2 separate regions of the Macaca mulatta genome follow, and region 2 is linked to region 1. The links are chromatin contacts, called in public Hi-C maps. All regions are on one chromosome and are shown on one strand. The core of a region is the stretch at or near the end of the contact, and the rest is flanking DNA. Distances in the headings are between cores, read along the strand shown. Region 1 holds the start of STAM2 (signal transducing adaptor molecule 2). Region 2 holds the start of FMNL2 (formin like 2).

Region 1 (4,083 bases), core at 1,546-4,045:
CGACAGAGCAAGAACATGTCTCAAAAAAATAATAATAACAAATAAAAATAAAAATGAATGCTTTCCAAAGGCAAATCCTCAGCTTTCTGCTCTTTTTAAAAAATTATTTCATTTTATTTTTTTGACAGGGTCTCACTCTTTCAGCCAGGCTGCAGTGCAGTGGCACAATCATAGCTCACTGTATCCTTGAAATCCTGGGCTCAGGTGATCGTCCCACCTCAGCCTCCCAAGTAGCTGCGCGTGCACGACCACACCTGGTTAGTTTTTGTATTTTTTGTACAGATGGGATTTTGCCATGTTGTGCAGACTGGTCTGGAACTCCTGGGCTCAAGCAATTCATCCAACTCAGCCTCCCAAAGTGCTGGGATTACAGGTATGAAACACCTTGCCTGGCTTGTTTTTTTTTTTTTTTCCAATTGTGACTGGGGTCTTGCTATGTTGTCCAGGCTGGTTTCCAACTCCTGGGCTCAAAGCGATCCTCCTGCCTCAGTCTCCCAAGTAGTTGGGATTACAGGCGTGTGCCACCACACCTGACAGTCTCCTGCTCTTAATACAAGCTTCTCCACAATATTTCCTCTTATGGTTTCAAGCATAATAGCCTCTTAAACTGTTCTGACTGGGTCTGCGTTTTTATATATGTCATGCACACTGATGTCAGACTATATTCTGAAAACTCTTTTTAAAAATATACCATTCTGCGGCCAGGCGTGGTGGCTCACGCCTGTAATCCCAGCACTTTGGGAGGCCGAGGCAGGCAGATCACGAGGTCAGGAGATCGAGACCATTCTGACTAACATGGTGAAACCCCATTTCTACTAAAAATACAAAAACAAAAGTAGCCGGGCGTGGTGGTGGTCGCCTGTAATCCCAGCTACTCAGGAGGCTGAGGCGGGAGAATGGCGTGAACCCAGGAGGCGGAGCTTGCAGTGAGCCGAAATCTCACCACTGCACTCCAGCCTTGGTGACAGAGCGAGACTCCATCTCAAAAAAAAAAAAAAAATTATACTATTTTGCTACTCAATATCCTTAAATAATTATTGAGTGCCTTAAAATAAAAATTTCCCAGCTTGCCCTTTAAAATTCTTCTCAATCTGTTTCCTCTTATCCCTAGTTAGCCTTGTTTTCCATTCCAACACTAAGTCTTAGACAAAAATTCTTTATCTGCCCAAAAAATCTCCAACTTTTTTTTTTTTTTTTTGAGACAGTCTTGCTGTGTTGCCCAGGCTTGAGCGCAGTCGCCTGATCTTGGCTCACTGTAACCTCCGCCTCCTGGGCTCAAGCGATTCTTGTGCCTCAGCCTCCCAAGAAGTTGGCATTACAGGCCTGCGCCATCATGCCTGGCTAATTTTTGTATTTTTAATAGAGATGGGTTTTCGCCATGTTAGCCAGGCTGGTCTTGAACTCCTGGCCTCAAGCAATCTGCCCGCCTTGACCTCCCAAAGTGCTGGGATTACAGGCATGAGCCACCATGCCCAGCCTCCCAATTTATCTTGAACATCCTAGGTTCAACATTCTATGAAAAACAGCCCCTTCACCTACACAATTCCTTCTCATTTGTGCCCCTAACTTTATAAAATGCAACCACCTTTCTGAATGTGTATGAGCTCTCTCTTTATAGCATCAGGTCTTTATACTGGAGATTGTAAAATGGTTTTGATTAATCCATTATTTAAAATGTTGGAGTAATTCTCAACATTTAAAAATCGTTAAAAAATTGCAAACTCTAGTAGGACCCGCATTTCAACAAATGGCTGAAATTTGCCAATAGTTGACATCTTTAGATATGCACTGTTCGGTTAGAAAGTTACAGCTTCATTCGAAAAGTATTGAGCACCTATTACTTGGGACACTGTTTTAGACGATGGGGATACAGTAGTGACCAAAACTCATCGGGGAGTTTATAATCTAATGAGGAGGAGAGAGACAGGCAACATAATCATTACTACAGTTTTCTAAGAGGAGCAGAGAATATGTGGGTGGGAAGGGTGCCGGGCTTTTGCATTCATTTAAATACCTGCCTGGATCCTATAGGAATTTGAGTTTATGACTTGTACTACTATCCGAATCGCCATACACCATCATGTACGTTATGCACTGCCCCTATAAAATTCTCTAAGGCAGGGAGTGTGCCTCCTTCGACTTTGGATTCCCGGGGTCCAGCAGTGTTTTTATGGGGGGACACGATGGAAAGCGAAAAGTTAGGCGTAGTTACTTCGACCACCGCTGTCCCGGGTGGTTATTCCGACGGGGTTTGGATTGGGCGCCCAGGGAGGGTGCAACACAGTAAGTGTTCGAGAGCAGTCAGGTCTTTCGCAGAATCTCAAAGCCACCTCTGCGCCGGCGGCTCCGTTTCTAGGGAAACAGGACTGTAACGCGTACGCATCGTGGCTCCTCGTTCTCTAGCTACGAGTCCTGCCGCTCTGGAACCAACTAAATTAGCGACAAGAACAAGGCCCTCAGAGCCGGCGTCCAACGCGAAAAACCACAGGCAACCGCGCCCCCTGCCGCGCCGCCGCCGGCACTGCAGCTTCCGGGGTCGTCCAGTTCCAGGCAGGACTACTTCCGGCTCCAAAGGTCCCCGGCTCCGTGGCTCGCCGGGGTCCTAGCGCTGGAAAGGTGGCCGTAGCGGCCGCCTGACCCCTACAAAAGTCTGGGACTGGGGCAGCGACAAAGGCCTTGGGAGGACGCCCGTGATCGGAGGGATCTTGCCCCGGGAGAAAAGTTGGGACAGGAGCGCGGGGTCGAAGGGTGGACTCCGAGCCGGCCCGTCAGGCAGGAGCCGGGCAGGTGCGGTGGCGGAAGTGCGGGGACGGAGGCCGAAGCGGAGCGGTCTAGGGAGCCGTGGCCGCGGGTCACCCGGCGGGGAGCAGTTGCGGAGTCTCAGCTAGACAGCAGCGAGTAGGGCTCGGGCGCCGGCGAGATGCCTTTGTTCACCGCCAACCCCTTCGAGCAAGACGTGGGTGAGTGTTGTGCCCGGTCCTGGACTGCTCTGTGCCCGGCCCTGGACTGCTGTTTGTCCAGCTAGAAAGTGGGCGGTAGCGACTCCGGACTAGGAAGCCAAGAGTAGGGAGGGGAGGGGCGGTGCCGCCCGCTACTTCGACGTTGGGATTTTTCTGGGGGCAACCTCGGCGCGTCGCTAGCGATTTGGGGAGTGCTTCCTGCCGCGTGAATTTGGGGACGCTCAAAGGGCCGTTCTCCCTTCCAAGCGTAGGATTTGGGAAGAGCCTAGGGCTCGCTGGAGACTGGACTGATTAAGTAATTGTGTAGTTGGTGATTAAAAACTTCCTGCTCGTTCGACAGCTAGTTATCTCTGTGTCTGCCCCATCATTTTTTGAGGATGATGCAGCAGTGGAGACCCTACTGTCTAGAGAAGCCCAACACCAGACACTTAACACCTAGACAGCCGCATTGGATAGGAAGAACTTACTTCCCATTATTTATATTACTCTTGCATTCAATCCCTGATAGGGTAGTCTTAAGATTTATTGCAGTTGTAAAGGTGTTGCTCTTCATCCCCGAATTGCAAAGATTGCACGGGTGCTAGGAGATGTTCTGTTTTAGAGTATGAAAAGGAAATCTCGAGTCTCAAAACACTCCAGAACAACAAGTATTTTACTTGTTGCGGTCATAAAGCGCTGGTCTGAGTGACTATAGAATGAGAAAAACATGGACAAGATATATACGAAATTATTTTGGAAATTTGAGTAACACTAAAACAAACAGACATATATGTATGTATTTTTGAGAGTCTGAGTCTCACTATGTTGCCCAGGTGCGACTAGAATTCCTCTCGCCTCAGCCTCCACGTCCGTTTTCCCTTCCCGAGTAGCTGGGACTACAGGTTTGTTTTTTGTTTCTTTTTGTAGCCTTAGTTAACAGAACTCTAGGTAAATTTTTAGAACTTGAAAATGGGGTTGGGGCGGGGGGACTCACAAGAATACAGCACATCTTGGGCAGTAATTCACCTGTTTCTTGGTTAACATTTGGTTATTAGGAAACTGCAGAAACTGCCCTATTCTGGTACGTTGTGTAATCCCTAAGCCATTTAAAAAAATATGTTTGAGCCAAATAATATATGTAAAT
Region 2 (3,861 bases), core at 1,229-3,728, 140 kb before region 1:
ACACAAATCCACCATGTTAATGATGGGACATCATTTTTCTAAAGATTAATTCACACCATGTGTTATTAATCAGCAGGGTAACTGAAAGCTCAAGCAAAAAAAAAAAAAAAAAAGCTATCTTAGTCAAGCAGAACTTAATTGCATTATTGTTATTATTATGGCTGCTGCACTGGTTTCCCTGTGTCACTGGCTCCTCCACCACAAGTATTCAGACACTCAGACACACACACACACACACACACACACACACACACACACACACACACAGAGCACCACAGCATAGATGGAAAAACAAAAAAGCCAGCGTCGGGCGGAAAAAAAGCCAGAGCCAGCAGGTAAGAACCACATGTCTAGTAGGAAGAGGGTTTTGAAGAAAAACGTTTGTCTCTGGTAAAGCAGGTCAGGTATGCACCCAGGCCGCCTTAAGAATTATGCCTAGGCCGTTTCATTTGAATGTCCCATCTTGCACAACGGTGGGAGCAGCTGTGGGAGATCACAGGAGATGCAAAGCAACCCAAGCAACCTCATCTATCTCCCCGACGGCCACACCAGAGTTTCCAGGTGGCGGGAGAGAGAGCTCAGTTCTCCTAAAGAGCACACAGCTAACCTGCCATCCAGAACATCATTTCCCATACCAAACCATCCCTTTTTCAAGGCCTGAAGGCAGGCAATTTGAACGTCCTGTCGCTGAGCAGACCTCAGAAAACCGATTTTTGATCTAGAACTCGAGTCCTCTGCCAAAGTTGTAAGTTTTCATGAAAACAAAAGAAGAAAAGAAAACCCGCAGGCAGGCACAATCGTTGGCTGCCCGGATCACGAGTTTCCCTTGCTGCCTAGTCTTGCGGAGTTTAGAGGTAACCAACTAGGAAAAGAGAAGTGTACAAGTGTAAGGAATAGGAATGCGTCCAATCTCTCCTGTGTCCCTCCCAACATCCCTTAGAAGAGGCTGGGACGCTAAAACTAGAAGTCTGGGGACCAACTGCAGTCCAGATCCTGGCTGGGGCAAGCCGCCACACCCTCTGCAGCTCACAGCACAAGCCTCGGCTGGGAGGGGCCCAGACACAGTCCCAGCAGGAAAGGGAGAAAGAGAGGAGTTTTCAGAGTCCTGGATTCGAGGAGCTGGAAAGCTGGGAGAAGCGGAATGCAGCAGGGAGCGGGGGACCTGGCCGGGAGTGCAAGAGGAGAGGAGGGGTCGCCCGTGCAGTCAGGACAGCTCGCAACACGTCCCCGCAAAACTGCACATTTTTGTGGTTTAAGATTTAAGTCTAGAGGGAACGCGCTGAGGTTCTCCCCAGCCTGGGTTTCAGACGCCCCTGCTCCTCTCCAAGGGCCGAGGCGCCGCACTGCTGTGGGTCTCCCCTTTCCCTTTCGGGGAAGCTCCCCTTGGCCAAGCCACGACGTCCGCCCTCCAAGTTCGCCTCCGCTCATCGCCCGGCGCGGCGCCTACGGCCGGCCACACGCGCCCCATCTGCCGGGGACTTCGCAGGTCCAGGGCTGGCCGCCCGAGGGATGGTCCGCAGGGGCTCAGGGTTTTTTGTTTTGTTTTGTTTAAAAAAAAAAAAAAAAAAGCCTAAGCGGCTCGCCGCCTCCTCCTCCCAAGCCCGCGCCACCTTCCCTTCACGCCCACGCCGCACCTCCCGGGCACACGCGCCGTGAGGTGCCTCTCCAGCCAGACAATGGGTTCGGGGCTGGCTGGGCAGCCCGCCCGGAGCCCCCATCCCCATCACGGGACCCCGAGAGGCTGAGCCCGGGAGACTGCCAGGGGGGTGAAGAGGAGTGCTGGGGGCCACAAAGGGGAAAGTGGGAGCCTACCCCACGGGAATGGAGGCTCGCTCCCGGCACCGGGCGAAGGGGAGGGGCGGGGGTCAGCTGCGCCGCCCGGCCGGGGGCCCCGGGTCCCCGCGCCCGGCCGCCGCCGCGCACTCACCAGCACGATGGCAAATCGCTCCTCCAGTTCACCTGGCTCGGGCATCGGCAGCTTCAAAGGCACGTTGTGCGCCCTGAAATCGGTCTGCTGCGAATCCATGCTCCCCGCGTTGCCCATGTCGGCGGCGCGCCGGGGCCGGGGGCTGCTCCGGGCCCCTAGCGTGCGCGTCGGAAATCAGAACAGCTCCCGGCGGTCGGCTCCCGCCTGCAGGCGCGACCTGCCCGGCTCCCCACCCTCCGCCGCGCCCAGGCGGGTGTGCGGCGCGCACCGCTCCCTAGCAGCGCTCCAAGCCGAGCCGCCCCCCGGCCTCCCTCATGCTCTCCGCCGCCCCAGCGCGGCCCCGGCCTCTTTTCCTCGGGAGGGGTAGTCGGGGCGCTGGGCGCCTGTGTGCATGGTGCTCCGCTGGCACACCGCCCCCTGCTAGAGATCGCGGCCCCCGACGCGTGGTTCCTCCTACTCGGCCTTCTGCCGGGCCCGCGGCCGCCTCTGACACTTCCAGCCCTTGCCGGCCACGGCTGCGCCTGATCGGCTAACACCTCCAGCAGACAAATGCAGCTCCGCGCTCCCCTACACAATGCCCCCTCTCGCCCGGCCCCCGCCCCCGGCCCGGCTCCGCCCACTCGCCCCGAGGACTGCCGGGACGCGTAGTTTCTGCCCAAAGTGTCCGCGCGCAGAAACCACGCCCGCTCCAGAGCGCCAGGCCGAGTTGGGGCCATTTGCAGCAAGGGCGATCCGTACGTCTCTGGAGATAGCTTATGTCACTTTTGACCCTCCTCACCCCAACAGTAGAATACCTACATTGTGTATATCATGTTGACACTTGGTAGGCAGGTCTGACCATGACGGAATCCAATCAATGAATGAAGGAATGCATGCCTTCTGATTAAAATTCAGAAAATCGTTGCTGTTTTTGAAAGATCTAGTTCAATAAGGAACTTCAAAAGCATTGGCAAAGTCCTGTTTCATAAACGGGGGGGTGGCGGTGGGGGGTCCATGGGTGCTTGTTCATCGTTCTTTCTTCCATATATATGTTCTTTGGTGTGATTGAAATGTTCTATAAACAAATGTATAATTTATGGGTATATATAGTCAGCCCCTGGGAACTGGGTAAGGATTCAATTCAATTAAAAGAAAAACAAAAAACACCTGTCAAACACCTATTATGTATGGGTTATTGTGTTCCTTGGTGGAAGGAAAAAAAAAGAGACTTGCCCTGTACTGGAATACTTGCCAATCTAGCGAAGGAGAAAATTTACACACCCATGTTTCATGTGAGATGGATATAATTATAGAGTGTTCTGGGAGGCTTTGGGATGATCTTTGACTGCAGCTCTCTTATTCCTTCACAGCAGTCTCGAGCAAGGTGTCTTACAGAAAAGATTAGACCTGACTCTGTCCTCTGGGGTGTGTTTCAGACTGTAACAACCCATTCTGAAACCTCGGAAATAGAAATAGCCTTATAAGAGACTTTAGCCAACTGCTCATGTGAATGTTAAGGGCATACATCTGGTTGACTTGTGGCTGAACTTCTGCAGTTAGTCCTTTCTTAGTTTAAAGCAGTGTTTCTTAATCCTAGATGTGTATCAGATTCACTTGGGAAGCTTTTTGTTAAAACTACACACACCTTGAGCTCTGCGTATTATCAGAATCTCCTTAAGCCGAGAGCTGGAGCCTGGGCCGGTGTATGTTTAACAAGCTCCCCAGGTGATTTTGATATGCAGGTAATGTTGTTATGCTTTTAGTAAATAGCAAGTGTTTCTGGACAAGTTAGTACACCAAGATTCAATCATCAAGGACATTTCATTCATCTTTATAAACTTCAAGATTCTTTAAACATAGCAGACACCCCAAGAACTATTTGCAGAATTGACAAGTGACTTTTTCCAAAAGCATATGACACAAATACACACAAATACATCATGTGTGTTCTATTA

What was found. A called contact is a pair of places that touch in the nucleus more often than the background predicts.
Region 2: a contact with region 1 is called in a Hi-C map of fibroblasts, with 2.0 times the contacts expected there. The contact joins the promoter of FMNL2 here to the promoter of STAM2 in region 1. A contact is called at or near these places in 4 of 14 Hi-C or Micro-C datasets (blood, fetal cortex germinal zone, fetal cortical plate and 1 more).

The regions. Positions count from the first base shown.
Region 1 is chr12:57,103,891-57,107,973 of T2T-MMU8v2.0, reverse strand. STAM2 (signal transducing adaptor molecule 2) reads left to right here and starts at 2,795. Exons shown (of 15, transcript XM_077956997.1): 1 at 2,795-2,960.
Region 2 is chr12:57,243,647-57,247,507 of T2T-MMU8v2.0, reverse strand. FMNL2 (formin like 2) reads right to left here and starts at 2,478. Exons shown (of 27, transcript XM_028830704.2): 1 at 1,928-2,478. The coding sequence starts at 2,044.